Linked DNA regions of Mus musculus: all the other regions are linked to region 1. Evidence: chromatin contacts called from public Hi-C and HiCAR-type data. All regions are on one chromosome and are shown on one strand. The core of a region is the stretch at or near the end of the contact, and the rest is flanking DNA. Distances in the headings are between cores, read along the strand shown. Region 1 overlaps Gm30507 (a long non-coding RNA gene). Region 2 has its middle 3.6 kb from the start of Gm30790. Region 3 overlaps Gm30790 (predicted gene, 30790).

Region 1 (4,281 bases), core at 887-3,386:
CTAGCTCCTCCCTGTAAACATGTTTTATCCTTCAGTGAAACTTGGCAACGAAGCTTCCATTGTCCCAAAGTGTAGACTAACCGTACTAACAGAACATTGCAATGTATTAGCCCACCCTCCCATGGGATTCAAACTGAGCGATTTGGAGAACTCTTTGTACCAGTTTGTAACCAGATTATCTTGGGTAAGGAAAAGGAGAAAGGAGGTGTTCTGTACACAGTGCCTACAGGAGAATAGATAGGAAAAAAGAGCATGGGGAGGCCTACGTGGTTACTACTGTGTCACAGAGGAGACATGCAAAGGGCAGAAGTGAGGAGACTACACATAGCCACATATCAACCAATGACCAACATGCAGTGCACAGATCAGGACTCTGAACTGCTTGCTGAGTCCCAACCAACTCCTAACTTTGGCCAGTCCCTGACATAATGTTCCTGTTCTCCACAGAGTCCTGAACTGATTCCTACAACACACACACACACACACACACACACACACACACACACACACACACACACAGAGAGAGAGAGAGAGAGAGAGAGAGAGAGAGAGAGAGAGAGAGAGGTGGAAATTCAGGTTCAGACAAGTTTAGCGCACTGCTGAAGTCAGAGATGGTGAGAGGTGAGGACCAATTGGGAATACAGAGCTGCCTTTTGAGCTAAATTTGGCAGCCCCAGGTTAGAGTGCTGCAGCCCACTAGTACCGAGGTGCATGTCAAACGCAGGAGGGCTTTCTGTCTTCCTCCTTAGCTTCCATCCTTCCCTCCTACTCATCTCCTTTTAAAAAGACACCTGTCTTACAGCTCTGGAGAAATCCACAGATTGGAGTGTACAGGTGAGGCTATCACAGGCAGGGTCTCAGAGCAGTTCCCCACCCCCACCCCCACCCCCATGAGCAACAGTCTGTGAGGAAGAGATCGAGGACAGAGAGCATCGACTGACTTATTTTAGAGCACACACAGAAATTCCGAAAATGGGGATTAGAGAGTTTCCAAGATGCTTTTGAACTCTAGCTATGAACTCATGGAAAAAAAAATTCCAAATGGAATCCAAGGTGGGAAAAGATGTACAAATACCTTCACAATGCTTTGGGCTTCATGAAGACCTCTGGCCCGACGCTCTGGCAGAGCAGTGTGAGAGAAACCTCTCTGGCAGGCACCTTTTTGTATGTACTATCTGGAAATATGCATTGCATTTCTTCCCTGGTTAGTTTCTGTTTCTGTTTATGAAGGAGGACCTTCCAGGGGATTGCGTGGGACCTCTCCCTTTTTGATCATATTTTATCATCAGAGACAGAAAAATGTACTGAACACAGGAAGATAGTTACTGCAGCAGAACTCCCTACTCCATTGCTAGGAGAGAGATTTATAGAGTGGACAAATGGGACAGAGAAGGAGCTGTGGGAGGGGAAGAGACATGTTAAGGCAGAGAAGTCAAGGTTTCAGGGTGGGACAGTTGAGTGGCACCAGGTAGTGGGATCAGAAGGTGAAGGAGTCAAAAACACATAAGACCAAGGCAAACAAAGACTCTTGGGGCCCTCCCAACACACCATCTACTTTGGGGTGTGCAGTCAACTGTGTGTGGATCCAATCCCATTTCTATCTAAAAGGGACAGCGAAGGGTAGCATGCTTAGAGTACAGCATGATCCTTCTTACATAATGATTTCTTTAAAACAAAAGGAATGAGGAGGAAAATCTTTTTTTTTATTAGAAAATTCTCTCAGACAGAAGGTTGGAAACAGCTAGCTCAAATAAAATTTAGTGTCTTCAAACTTTGAAAAGAAGGAAGAGAAAAAAAAATTAATCATGAGCAGTTCTTCAGTAGAAGAACTGAAAGCAGACGGCATTCATGTAATACCAGCCTACAAGGCTGCAGAGCCTCCAAATCCCTGCCACCATTTGTCAAATAACTGCTTCAACGCTTAGTTTCCCCCCAAATGCCCTCCTAAATATAGTGCCTTCCTTTTGGTCAGCATCCTAATCAATAAGATTGGGTCTCTCAAGCTGTATCCCATACTTTGAAGTCTCAGATTGACTCATAAGGAATTTCCATCCGTCCTCACAGCTGCTGAGAAGGGAGCCCTAGCAGAAGGAAGGAACGCGTGCTCTCCCCACACTTCCTTCCTGTCTGCGCTGTTCCTGGCTGGGTTGTGCAGATGCATCCCAGCGTCTCAGAGGTCACTCGGCACATTGTTCACAGTGTGGATGCATCTAGAGCATAGTGTGTTTAGAGCGGTATCCAGGTCTCATTTTTGTGCTAGATATTACCAGAAAATCTTATAAGCTGTGCAAAAATATTAATTATGAATACATTTACCATATCTTTATTTCACAAGTCCTGTCATTTTTTCTGTAACTGAGTGTATTTATTACTCTTTAAAAAAAATTCAAGTAGGAAGCAAGTGACAGTATTCTTGTGTAATTACTAAGTTGTGAGAAAAAAAATCTTTCTACAAAAGTTTTTGAGCTGAATATGGTGACAAACACCTGCAATTCTGTCAACCTGGAAGATTCAGACAGGAGGGTTATGAGTTGGAGGCCAGTCTGGCTTGTACATTAAGACATGTATCATCTATTCATGCCCCCACAAATGGGGTGACTCACAAGGTAAGACCTTTTAGAATAATGACTGACGTGTTCGGAACACAATGGACTCTGTGTTATTTGCTCTTGTAGAAGGGGCACTTTAGACTTTGCCTTATAGGACGATCAGTTGGAAAGTTCCAAGTCAGGATATGCCTTGCGTCTCTATGCCAGCACTGTGTCTATCCTCTGGCTTCATGTGTGAGTCGTAATATTGCTTAGGATGTCAGATTTGGTTTGTCTCTTATTCCCACGAGGTTCATGATGTACGTGGTCCTGTTTCTTTCCTCTTTCTGCATTCTTCACCGACTTTGAGAAACCCTTCTCAACTCCACAGTACTTGACACTTGGTGCTTTTAAAAGCAAAAGCAAAAGAACGAACACACAAGGAATAGACTCTGCTGTCTTAAGATAGGCAGTCAAAGAACTACCTGAAAACGTCTGAGATTTTATCTCTTCTAGAGAGTCTAATCTCAGGGAAGAACTGGGTGAGCAGAGAGTTCACGAGTGTATTCTTTTCATAAGATTCAAAAAGTTTAAAAAAAAAAAAGCCCGATGTCCAATTGCAAGGCAAGAGATAAAGATCAAAGACTTGTTTTATTACAATATTTTCATTTTTATTGAACAGATTCATTTTGGACTTTGGCTTGGTTTGGGAATGTTTACCTTTTAATAAGTGATCTGTTTAAATGTGGATCAGAGAACAAGGCTTTCTGTTTTACAGTTGAACTTTTGACCTTGGTGGGGGTGTGAACGGGTGGAGACTAAGAGGAAAGTCCGCTGTGTTTGTACTGAACTTTTTACCCATTTAAAAAAAAAAGAAAGAGAGAGATAGAGAGAGGCGAGTTTAAAGTTCACAGAGTTCACAGGAGGTCTCTATTGGGGATTTCTGGTATTATTAACTTCCTGACCTCAGATAATTAAAAAGGAAGAGCAGGGCCACCTCAGACTGTGACTCAACTTTGAACTCTTAACCTCGCCAGTAAAGCATTTCAATTGTAAATGGTAGACCCTGAAGCTTGCTTGCTGTGATCAACCAGTTTTCATCCCCGGTTACCAAGGCATAGACCCACAGAGGAGCCTGAGCGTCCCTTTGTATTTGCTTAACCTATTTTTTTTACCAGAAAGGACTGTGAACGCTCTATACTCAGAAATGACAGGCATTCTGGCGCACAAGTTGAGCGTCAAGGGTCACTGGATTGCAGAGCTAGAAGCAGCCTTAGATTACCTGGCCAGCTGCCTCAGCTGGGCTACTCTTAGAAGCCAGTAGGTCCAGTGACTTCAGGAATGTAGAAGCCACCCTGGTCATTTGGCTTTGTTTGTCTCCGTTCACAACGGGATGCAAGTGGCCTAGAGGGGGTATGACTTCTGTATTTTAATATTGAAATTCGTAAGGGGGAAGCAGTAAATTTGGTTCCCAAGTGACCTCTTTACTGATACTGGTTGCATAACCTCAGAAACTTTCCTAACTTTTCTAAGTAGTGATTTGCTTAGTTGGGGAGAGAATTCAGACTATGGGCTCTTGTTTGCATTTATGGTATTCCTTGTTGCGGTCATAGTTATTTATTTTGCTTTGTGGTGTCTTGGTGTTCATCTGTTTGGTTTTTGCAGAGCTGGAGGTTGAAATTAAGTCATTACAGTCTCATAAGTGATCTACAACTGAGCTTCACTCCAGGTCACCGTGAGAGTTCTGTAATTT
Region 2 (4,281 bases), core at 632-3,131, 560 kb before region 1:
ATCCATCCCATAATCAGCTTCCAAACGCTGACACCATTGCATACACTAGCAAGATTTTGCTGAAAGGACCCAGATATGGCTGTCTCTTGTGAGACTATGCCGGGGCCTGGCAAACACAGAAGTGCATGCTCACAGTCAGCTATTGGATGGATCACAGGGCCCCCAATGGAGGAGCTAGAGAACGTACCCAAGGAGCTGAAGGGATCTGCAATCCTATAGGTGGAACAACATTATGAACTAACCAATACCCCCACCCCGAGCTCGTGTCTCTAGCTGCATATGAATCAGAAGATGGCCTAGTCGGCCATCAGTGGAAAGAAAGGCCCATTGGTCGTGCAAACTTTATATGCCTCAATACAGGAGAATGCCTGGGCCAAGAAGTGGGAGTGGGTGGGTGGGGAGTGGGTGGGTGGGGAGTGGGTGGGTGGGGAGTGGGTGGGGGAGCATGTGGGGGACTTTTGCGATAGCATTGGAAATGTAAATGAAATAAATACCCAATTAAAAAATTTTTATTAAAACATAAAAAAAGAAATCTATTTCAAAATTTATACCTTGGAAAATCTCATCAGTGGAACTCCGTAAGCTATGATGATAACCCACCCAGCAAAACATAACCATAACTGCCATAGTGACATGGTTGAAATGGAGATCACCAATTATTTTCTGATTGTATTTAAGTCTCAGTCTACTGAAGGAAACACACACCTGGTAAATTCAGCCAAGAACCCATGGTTAGAGAGTTTACACACCATCGGGATAAAACTTCTGCTAACTGGATAGAGTGTCAAACTGCCATCTGAAGTTTTCTTTCTGTATTCATAAATTAGTGCAACTCTCAGATATCACCTGAGAAGTTTCTTTGTATAGTGGATAACAGTCAACTCAGAAGCTCACAACTGGTCAAAGTGTCTGTGGACTGTTCATCTACAAATGTGACATCGATCTCACTCTCAGGGACCATTGAGAAAGACAAGGTCAAAGATTGCAAGGGGCAGAAGACTCAGGGAATTGGAACAGAATAACAGAACCACTACACTCATGAACACATAAGAGCTATGGTTGTCCGTACAAGCCCTGCACAAAATCAATCCAGGTAGGAATTGGGAAAGGTACGATGATCCCTTACTTACAGATGACTCATTATTAAGAGTTGAAGGTGTCTGGAGTAGTTACAGTCAGGTTTATTTAGGGGTGTGGCCCTTGGTAGATTAAACATGCTTCATTGGATGGTCCCACACCACACTCATGAGTATATTGGTCAAATAAATCCCACTCAGTGAGAAAAAGAGAAGAGAACACAATGACACTGGAAGGGAAATTGAAGTAAGAGAAGATAGAGGGGAGGAATCATGGTGAATACGATGAAAATATAGTATATGTATGTAAGACATTCTCAAAGGATTAATGAAATATATTTAATTGAAAAATTAAAACCTTATTCCAATCTTCTGTGAAGTTATTTGCTCCAGAGTTTTTCTATGCCTTAGAGCCAAACACCTTAGGTTTGTTGTTCGTAGGGCGCTTTGCATTATTTGCAAAAACCGTGCCCATGTATTTAAATTATCCAGGAATTAACACTTATCTGCTACCTCTCCACTTCTTTTCCTGCTGTTTGCATTGAACTGAGTCCACTTCACTCTATTTAATGTCTATCCTTCTCCCTGTGTTAACTCCAGGAGGTGGGAAGGGAAAAGAACTGTGAGATGACTTAGGTAGCTTTACCACCAATTTAACGTAATGCACGCTGAAAGGGAACTAAATCCGTTGACTAACAACACAAAAAGCCATCTCTGGATGAATTTAGCCTGTGGCTCATCTGCTCCAGTACTTGACTGTAGTGAAAAAAATGCCCTAATGTGCAGTTTAGCTTTGGAAAGCTGCCTCTTGGGGTTAAGGGACTCTGCTGGCAGGCCCTAGTGCATTTTGTGGGCAAGCCGGGAGGCTGCTTCCCGGTAATACAATGGTGGGAAATCAACACTGTTGTCCCACATCAAGAATTCCTTCCAAGTCTCTAAAATGTGCTTCAAACTCATTTGCAGGACAAAAATAATAGCTGCTGAATCACAGAGTTCTGGTCAGACAACTCTGCCTCGTGTCTGCTGTGCAGTAATTCATAGTTCTGTTTACAGAGCCCATAGTTCTAATACAAATGAGTGTTACTCCAACTCATTAGAAAGGGAGAGAGATGGATTCTATTTGCAAATGTTAATTAGAAAAATCTGGAGTTCTAGGTCAGTCCTTGAACCTCCTTGTAGGACTGACAGGAGGGTCTTTGAAAAAATTATTTATATGGACAAGAAGAGGTCATAGAAATGAAGAAGTCTGATCAACCTCTCTCTCTCTCTCTCTCTCTCTCTCTCTGTGTGTGTGTGTGTGTGTGTGTGTGTGTGTGTGTGTGTGTGTAAGTCCACAATAAAACCCTTTATTTGATATGCTACTCAAAACAATGAAAAAGAACAGTTTGGATATCTCACAGTTTTAAACTTACTGGTAAAGATGAATATGGATCATAACAGCCATATAAATCATTACATATTGAGGCTGTAGTCTAGTGCACAGACAAGATCCTTCTCAACTAACACAGGTAGCTTTTATCTGTGCAACAGTGATGATCGGTGTACTATCTAGATCTTCACTTTAGTTTACTGGTCAACCAGACCTTTGAGAAATTGGAGGATTTCATGTGAAATCAACATAAGGTGACTATATCTAACACAATATTGAGGACATAATCATAGCAAAGACTTAGGTATCATTTATCTGAAATTCAACTTTAATGGGGTTTTCTGTATCTTTATTCCCTAAACTTAGCTGTCATCGTGTTCTACATATTCAGTCACCTTAATTCCAAACTTCCATTTCTGCGTCTTCTTGTCTACGTATGTGCATGTGTTTCATGCGTGCATCTGTACATGTATGTGTATGTTACAGATTTTTCTTTCATGTGCTTCATCCATACTCCAAACCATTCTGTCTAGTTGGTAATTTCCTTTCTCTCCATCTCTGGTGATTGTAGATCTGCTATTGTAAAAGTAACTTTTAAGGGCTGAATAACTCTCTTCTGTGTTTTGCCAAGCACAGAATCAAGGCTGGTGATAATTTGATTCACTGGTTCAGAGTACACTCTGATAACAATGATCAAAGCAGACTGGACTGCACCCTTGGCCTGACATGACAGTGGCATGAGAGATGGACGTTTGTCTTCCCGGCTGCCTGTAGGAGCAGGGAAGTTTTATGCATTTTGACTTCCACCGACTTTACAACAAATATCCACTCAGCATTAGTGTTCTACATATTGCAAGACTTACTAGTGGCTCAAGGCTTCAAATACACTAATCTTGACCTCATCGAGTGTATAATCTAGTAGGAGAAACTGGTAAGAAAACACCAGAAACAGTAAGGCTTTTAGTCATATTGCTTGGGGAGGTAGACACGGGCAGATTTCTGGGCCTCACTAGCCAGACCACAACATAAGTGGTGAGCCCCAGGCCCCTGTGAGAAAACCTGTCTCAAAACACCAAGGTTGACTAGTTCCTAGGAACAACCTCTGAGGGGAACATCTTGGTTCCATGTATATGTGTGCACATGCACACACACACACACACACACACACACACACACACACACACACACACTAAAAAGAAATAATGACTGATACCATTTTAGTATAGCTTCTTCAATACTTTTCTGTAGATTACTTTGCACAGTGTGTATGTGGAGGTGTCGAGGGGAGGATGGGGTGGGGTGAGTGGGAGGGGCTCTGTTTAAGATTTTCTTCCATGTGGGGCTCATCTGTACTGTGCCTAGCCATTCTGCCGAGTTGGTAATTTCTTTCTGTCTCTGCGGGTTCCATATTAAACAACCAAATGGGCTCGGGTGACGACTTACTGAGAGCAAAAATTAGCCTGAGTGCAGGTCTAAGGGACTCTTCTCTAAGAAAAGAACCTGAGCGTTTGCATGTGATTTCTATTTTGAGCCCTCAGAGGCCTTTCCCCACCTTGCTTCCTGGGTTCAGCTGCATTCCCGGTACTTGAGGTTACCTGAGAGACAACCTCACTGTAAGCAAGTGGCTTTTTCTAAATGTAGTTCCTGACTTTTGGAAACTAATGAGAATTTGGCCATGCCTGGCTATCAATAGCTTGTCAGTACTGAGCAGTGAGCAAAAGTGGCCTCAATTTTAATCATCTCCTTCGGCTCAGGAGGAGCTGGCCGGTTTATTCAAGGAGGACACGTGGCCGTTGGCATCCGATGTAGGCTACGTTTCTCCCACGGGAACCTTCC
Region 3 (4,281 bases), core at 1,262-3,761, 540 kb before region 1:
AATCACGAAGTCTCTTGAACTCCGACAGGTTAAGAAAAGACAGCCTGCCTTCATACCATCAGCTTTCCTTATTAACTTTGACCTCAGCCCTTTCTCAGTCAGCTGCTTACACATGCATTTCATACAGGAGAGTTGAAGGAAATTCCAGAAGAAAAGCAAGCAGCATAAAAATGACTTTTTACAGAAAGTTCAACAACCTCCGGAGAGATCGAACGTGGCCTGCTGAAGTAGCTGACTTCATTTATTAAATGCACTTCCCGATGTGTTAAGTAACTCTTTCTTCTAAGTGCACGGGGGTTTTTTTGTGGCTCTCCTCCCTTCTGCTCCCCTTCCCCTCTGCAGAATTTATGATCTTCTCCTGACAGGCTTCACATGCCTGGGGCCCATTGGGTAGGGCAGAGGTTTTGCCTCTTCTGAGTCCTGAAGTCATCCTGAGGAGGTGCTGTTACTTCACAGTGTCCCTGCAACACTGCAAAACAAACACACACAGAGTCATTTGGAACAGAAACTCTTTTTTGTCAAGGGCTGCTCTTCTTACAGAGTTTTCTTCTCTGAAAACATATTATTACTGTTATTGTTATTATTATTATTATTATTATCATTATTATTAGTAGTAGTAGTAGTAGCAGTAGTAGTAGTGGTAGTAGTTTTAGTTTTGCTGATTTGACTATGCCAACTGAAGATACTAACCAAATGATATGAAATAGGAAATATTATTGCTTTCAAAATGGTGTCAAAGACCAACAGAAAACCCTTCAAATCCATCTGCCACATGTCAGTTAGATGCTGTCCAGAAAACAGTCCAAGCATCACAATATCTTCCTTAGTTTCAAACTGCCAGTCCAACTCAGTTTAGATCCAGGCTGTGCTTTAGGTCTGAGGTACCAGGACTACCTCATTTCTTCCATAGATTCTTCTGGAGAAGAGCGAAGGACTGGACGCACTTGAACTCTGGAGATCACTGGATACCACCACTTGTTAGATTGTTGGCCAGGATTGGCACTGAATCTTCACACTCACCTTCCTCATGCCCCAAGCCTCCCACAGCTAAATCTAGACTTTTTGGCATCGAGTACAGGTCTGCAATTACCCTTATGACTTCAAAGCTCAGCTTCACAGGTAATTGGGGAATGTTAGCTATGTTCTTTATGCACAAGTTAACTCATTTACACGAGAACAATTAGTGTAACAGTGTCATGAGTCTGTGAGGATTCTATAGCTCACCCGAAGCTACTTAGGAACATATAAACATTCATGTATGCATAATTATCTATTAATGTCCTTTTATATTTTCATTATTTTTATTGTACAAATGAAAATGTTCTTTCTTCGTATCATATAGAATTGACACAGTGACATGAAAATGATGTAATTGGCTCATAAAACCTGGACCTGCCTACGATGTAAACTGAGGCCACTTTAGGGAAGCCAGAGGAAGATATCTTGCTGTGAAATGTGGTCTCCTGTCTGGGGATAAGTAGAAGATGCTGTAGAAGCAGAAGGTTCTGGCATTGTCTGGAAATGGTTCCTTCAGCCATATCAAGTGTGTGTATAAAACAGACCCCAGAAAAGCAGAGCTGCTAAAGAACTGTGTGTAAGCCAAGTGTCTCAATAATCTCCAGTGCCTGAGCTTCCTTCCTGTTGAGCTCGGTGACTGTACTCACTTAGGGACACCATCGCCGCCACCAAGAGAAAGGTCATGAAGCAGGGTTTCTATTAGCGCTGACATTTAACAAGGAGCGATTGATCTGAAAGCAGGCTTGATACTTAGATATAGTCTACCAGTGTTTTCCTAAAATTCCTTTAAAATGAGACTTAAGTCCACATGCTCTTTTTCTTGCCTCTGTGAATACTTTTTTTTTTTTTAAACTAGATCAAAAACTCCCAAAAGCTAGGTCAAGTACAATGCAGGATAATTCATGTCTTCAGTCCCTGTAAAAGGCAGAGAATCTGAGTATCTCCTAGTGAAAGGAGTAATCATAGTTCTTAATGGTATGAAGACACTAGTGACTGATCCCTAGCTATCCTGAGGCCTCATTGCTAACACATGAGCTCAGATGAAATCTAAAATTGCTATTACAGGCCCATTGCTGTGTATCATAATCATTTGAGATTAAAAAAATGCCATAGTTTTGAGTCTTTGGAAACTGCTGCACTTAAGTTCTAAACTGTTGCTTTTTAAAAAGGCTAATTTGGGGTTGGGTACATTGGTGTCTCTGTCTTATAAAACAGCAAGCTAAAAAAGAAAAAAAAGGAAAAAGAAAGAAAGAAGGAAAGAAAGAAAGAAAGTAGAAAAAGAAAAAAAAAACGAATGAAAAATGTCAGCAGAGACATTTTTTCTAGTCGATGTCAGCACAAAAGGGTGACTCAGTTGTTTCATCTCCCAACAGCTGCATGCTTTCATTGACATTTGGTGACCTTTCTTTGTGCACCCAGCCTAACCTCTTAGGTTATTTCCTGGCCTCCCTTCTGTGACCTATGACCGAGGCTGACCTTTAGCTGGAGAATGTGACATTTTGTTCTCCTCTAGCTGACATGTGATGCTCTCATTATTCAAAGGTATGTGAAAATAACGACCCAGAGTGACCTGTGAGTTTCCTTTCATTTATTGGTTGTTTTGGGTGCTTGTTCAGCATGTAGTGGCCTTGGTTGAAAGGGGGTGAGGCTGAGAAATGGAGGGGGAGAGGGTAGCCAATGTCTCTTTAAAAAAAAAAAAAAGTTCACAATTCTATCTGCTTTCCTGCCAGACGGGCCATTCGAATGTGCAAGAACACGTTAGTATTTCCTGTTTCTGGATTTAGGAACAGGGTTGGCCTTCAAACAACAGGTCTTCTTGGGGGAAACAAGCACTTCAATGCAGTGGGGAAAGCTATTTGTTTATTTATCTCCTTCCAACGAATGGTACCCCTACCTCCCTGCAGAGAATTTTTATGCATGAGTTTCCTGTAGATCCAGAAGGGATAATATACACACAAAGATAATGTCAAAACGAGTACTCAAGACACTTGTCATTTACATGCTAAATGTGTGACCCAGATGGAAACTGAAAGTGTCTTCTCTCTATAGAAAAGATTTTTGTTTTCATCATATATTCTAATAAATTTGATTATTCCTATGACAATTAGTTTAAGACCACATGTATATTGGTATGTAAGTGTACTCAACAGGTACAAAATATGGAAAAATAAAATTAAATCAAGGCACTGGTGAAATAACTGTCATAAATTACTTATGTATTTTAGAATCGACATGGAAGGTATTTACCTATAAGAATTAAATACTGAAAATAATATTTATCTCAAAATATCCCATGAAGTAATTTATGATTTCTGATATTACTTCATTTTTCAACAAGGTAAAGCATATTTCCACTTTAACAAACTTGTAGATCAGGAACCCAGTTCCTTTTATGAGGCATGTATCTGTTTCTGTTTTGCTCACAGTCAGTTCTCACTTCTCATATAAACATCCCTGGAACAGTTCCAACCAGTGCAGAAGATGGAGGACAGAAGTTTGGATTGCTTGACCAAAATGTAAACGTTGTTGTCTAGTCTGAGATTTCATCACTTTACAAAGCAAGATGCTGAGGTCACAGTGGAGTTACCAGTGGGCCTCTTAAGTACAGCATCAACTATGTCAGTTTCAGCAAGAACACTAGGCCCTCTTGGTGCAGGTTCATATAAAGTTCCTCCTTCTTTTTTTTTTTTTATTTATTACATATTTTCCTCAATTACATTTCCAATGCTATCCCAAAAGTCCCCCATACCCCTCCCACTTCCCTACCCACCCACTCCCCCTTTTTGGCCCTGGCGTTCCCCTGTACTGGGGCATATAAAGTTTGTGTGTCCAATGGGCCTCTCTTTCCAGTGATGGCCGACTAGGCCACCTTTTGATACATATGTAGCTAGAGTCAAGAGCTCCGGGGTACTGGTTAGTTCATATTGTTGTTCCACCTACAGGGTTGCAGATCCCTTTAGCTCCTTGGGTACTTTCTCTAGATCCTCCATTCTAAAGCCCCCATTTCTTCTCTACTTTCACCTCCGATTCTTGAAAAATGTAGTTTCACCATTATAGTGTTTTGTTGTTTTTTTGGTATAGTTAAAAAAATAAAAAACATCGTGGGTCCTGTGGATCTTTTCTCATGTGTGACTTAGATAATTGTTTAAACTTGTGTCAGGCTGATAATCCTCCAAATTTGCTTAAACAACCATTCTCTTACAACTTATAATATCTGTGATTAATTTCAAAGAGGCTAGGACAGATGTCAGTGCAGCATGAAAT

Evidence for each region. Hi-C and Micro-C count contacts between places; a contact is called where the count stands out from the background. HiCAR-type assays count read pairs that join an accessible place to other places.
Region 2: a Hi-C map of uterus shows a contact between it and region 1. The contact joins two enhancer-like sites.
Region 3: a HiCAR-type map of Th17 cells shows a contact between it and region 1, with 9 times the contacts expected there. The contact joins two enhancer-like sites. A contact is called at or near these places in 3 of 484 Hi-C or Micro-C datasets (LSK cells and liver), 9 of 115 datasets of contacts at active chromatin or transcription factors (T-cell acute lymphoblastic leukemia, Th17 cells, bone marrow-derived dendritic cells and 4 more) and 1 of 9 other capture datasets (embryonic stem cells).

The regions. Positions count from the first base shown.
Region 1 is chr16:76,224,501-76,228,781 of GRCm38.p6, reverse strand. The region is part of intron 2 of Gm30507 (a long non-coding RNA gene); the gene reads left to right. Among named protein-coding and RNA genes, the nearest start is that of Gm30507, 23 kb to the left of the region's middle. Within about 2 kb of position 2,136, at least 76 of the 459 cell types and tissues checked have an H3K27ac peak or open chromatin away from gene starts, as enhancers often do. A contact at or near this core is called in Th17 cells, bone marrow-derived dendritic cells, regulatory T cells and 1 more, where this site is marked.
Region 2 is chr16:76,780,516-76,784,796 of GRCm38.p6, reverse strand. No RefSeq gene overlaps it. Among named protein-coding and RNA genes, the nearest start is that of Gm30790, 3.6 kb to the right of the region's middle. Within about 2 kb of position 1,881, at least 10 of the 459 cell types and tissues checked have an H3K27ac peak or open chromatin away from gene starts, as enhancers often do. A contact at or near this core is called in uterus, where this site is marked.
Region 3 is chr16:76,761,286-76,765,566 of GRCm38.p6, reverse strand. The region is part of intron 1 of Gm30790 (predicted gene, 30790); the gene reads left to right. Among named protein-coding and RNA genes, the nearest start is that of Gm30790, 16 kb to the left of the region's middle. Within about 2 kb of position 2,511, at least 41 of the 459 cell types and tissues checked have an H3K27ac peak or open chromatin away from gene starts, as enhancers often do. A contact at or near this core is called in Th17 cells, bone marrow-derived dendritic cells and regulatory T cells, where this site is marked.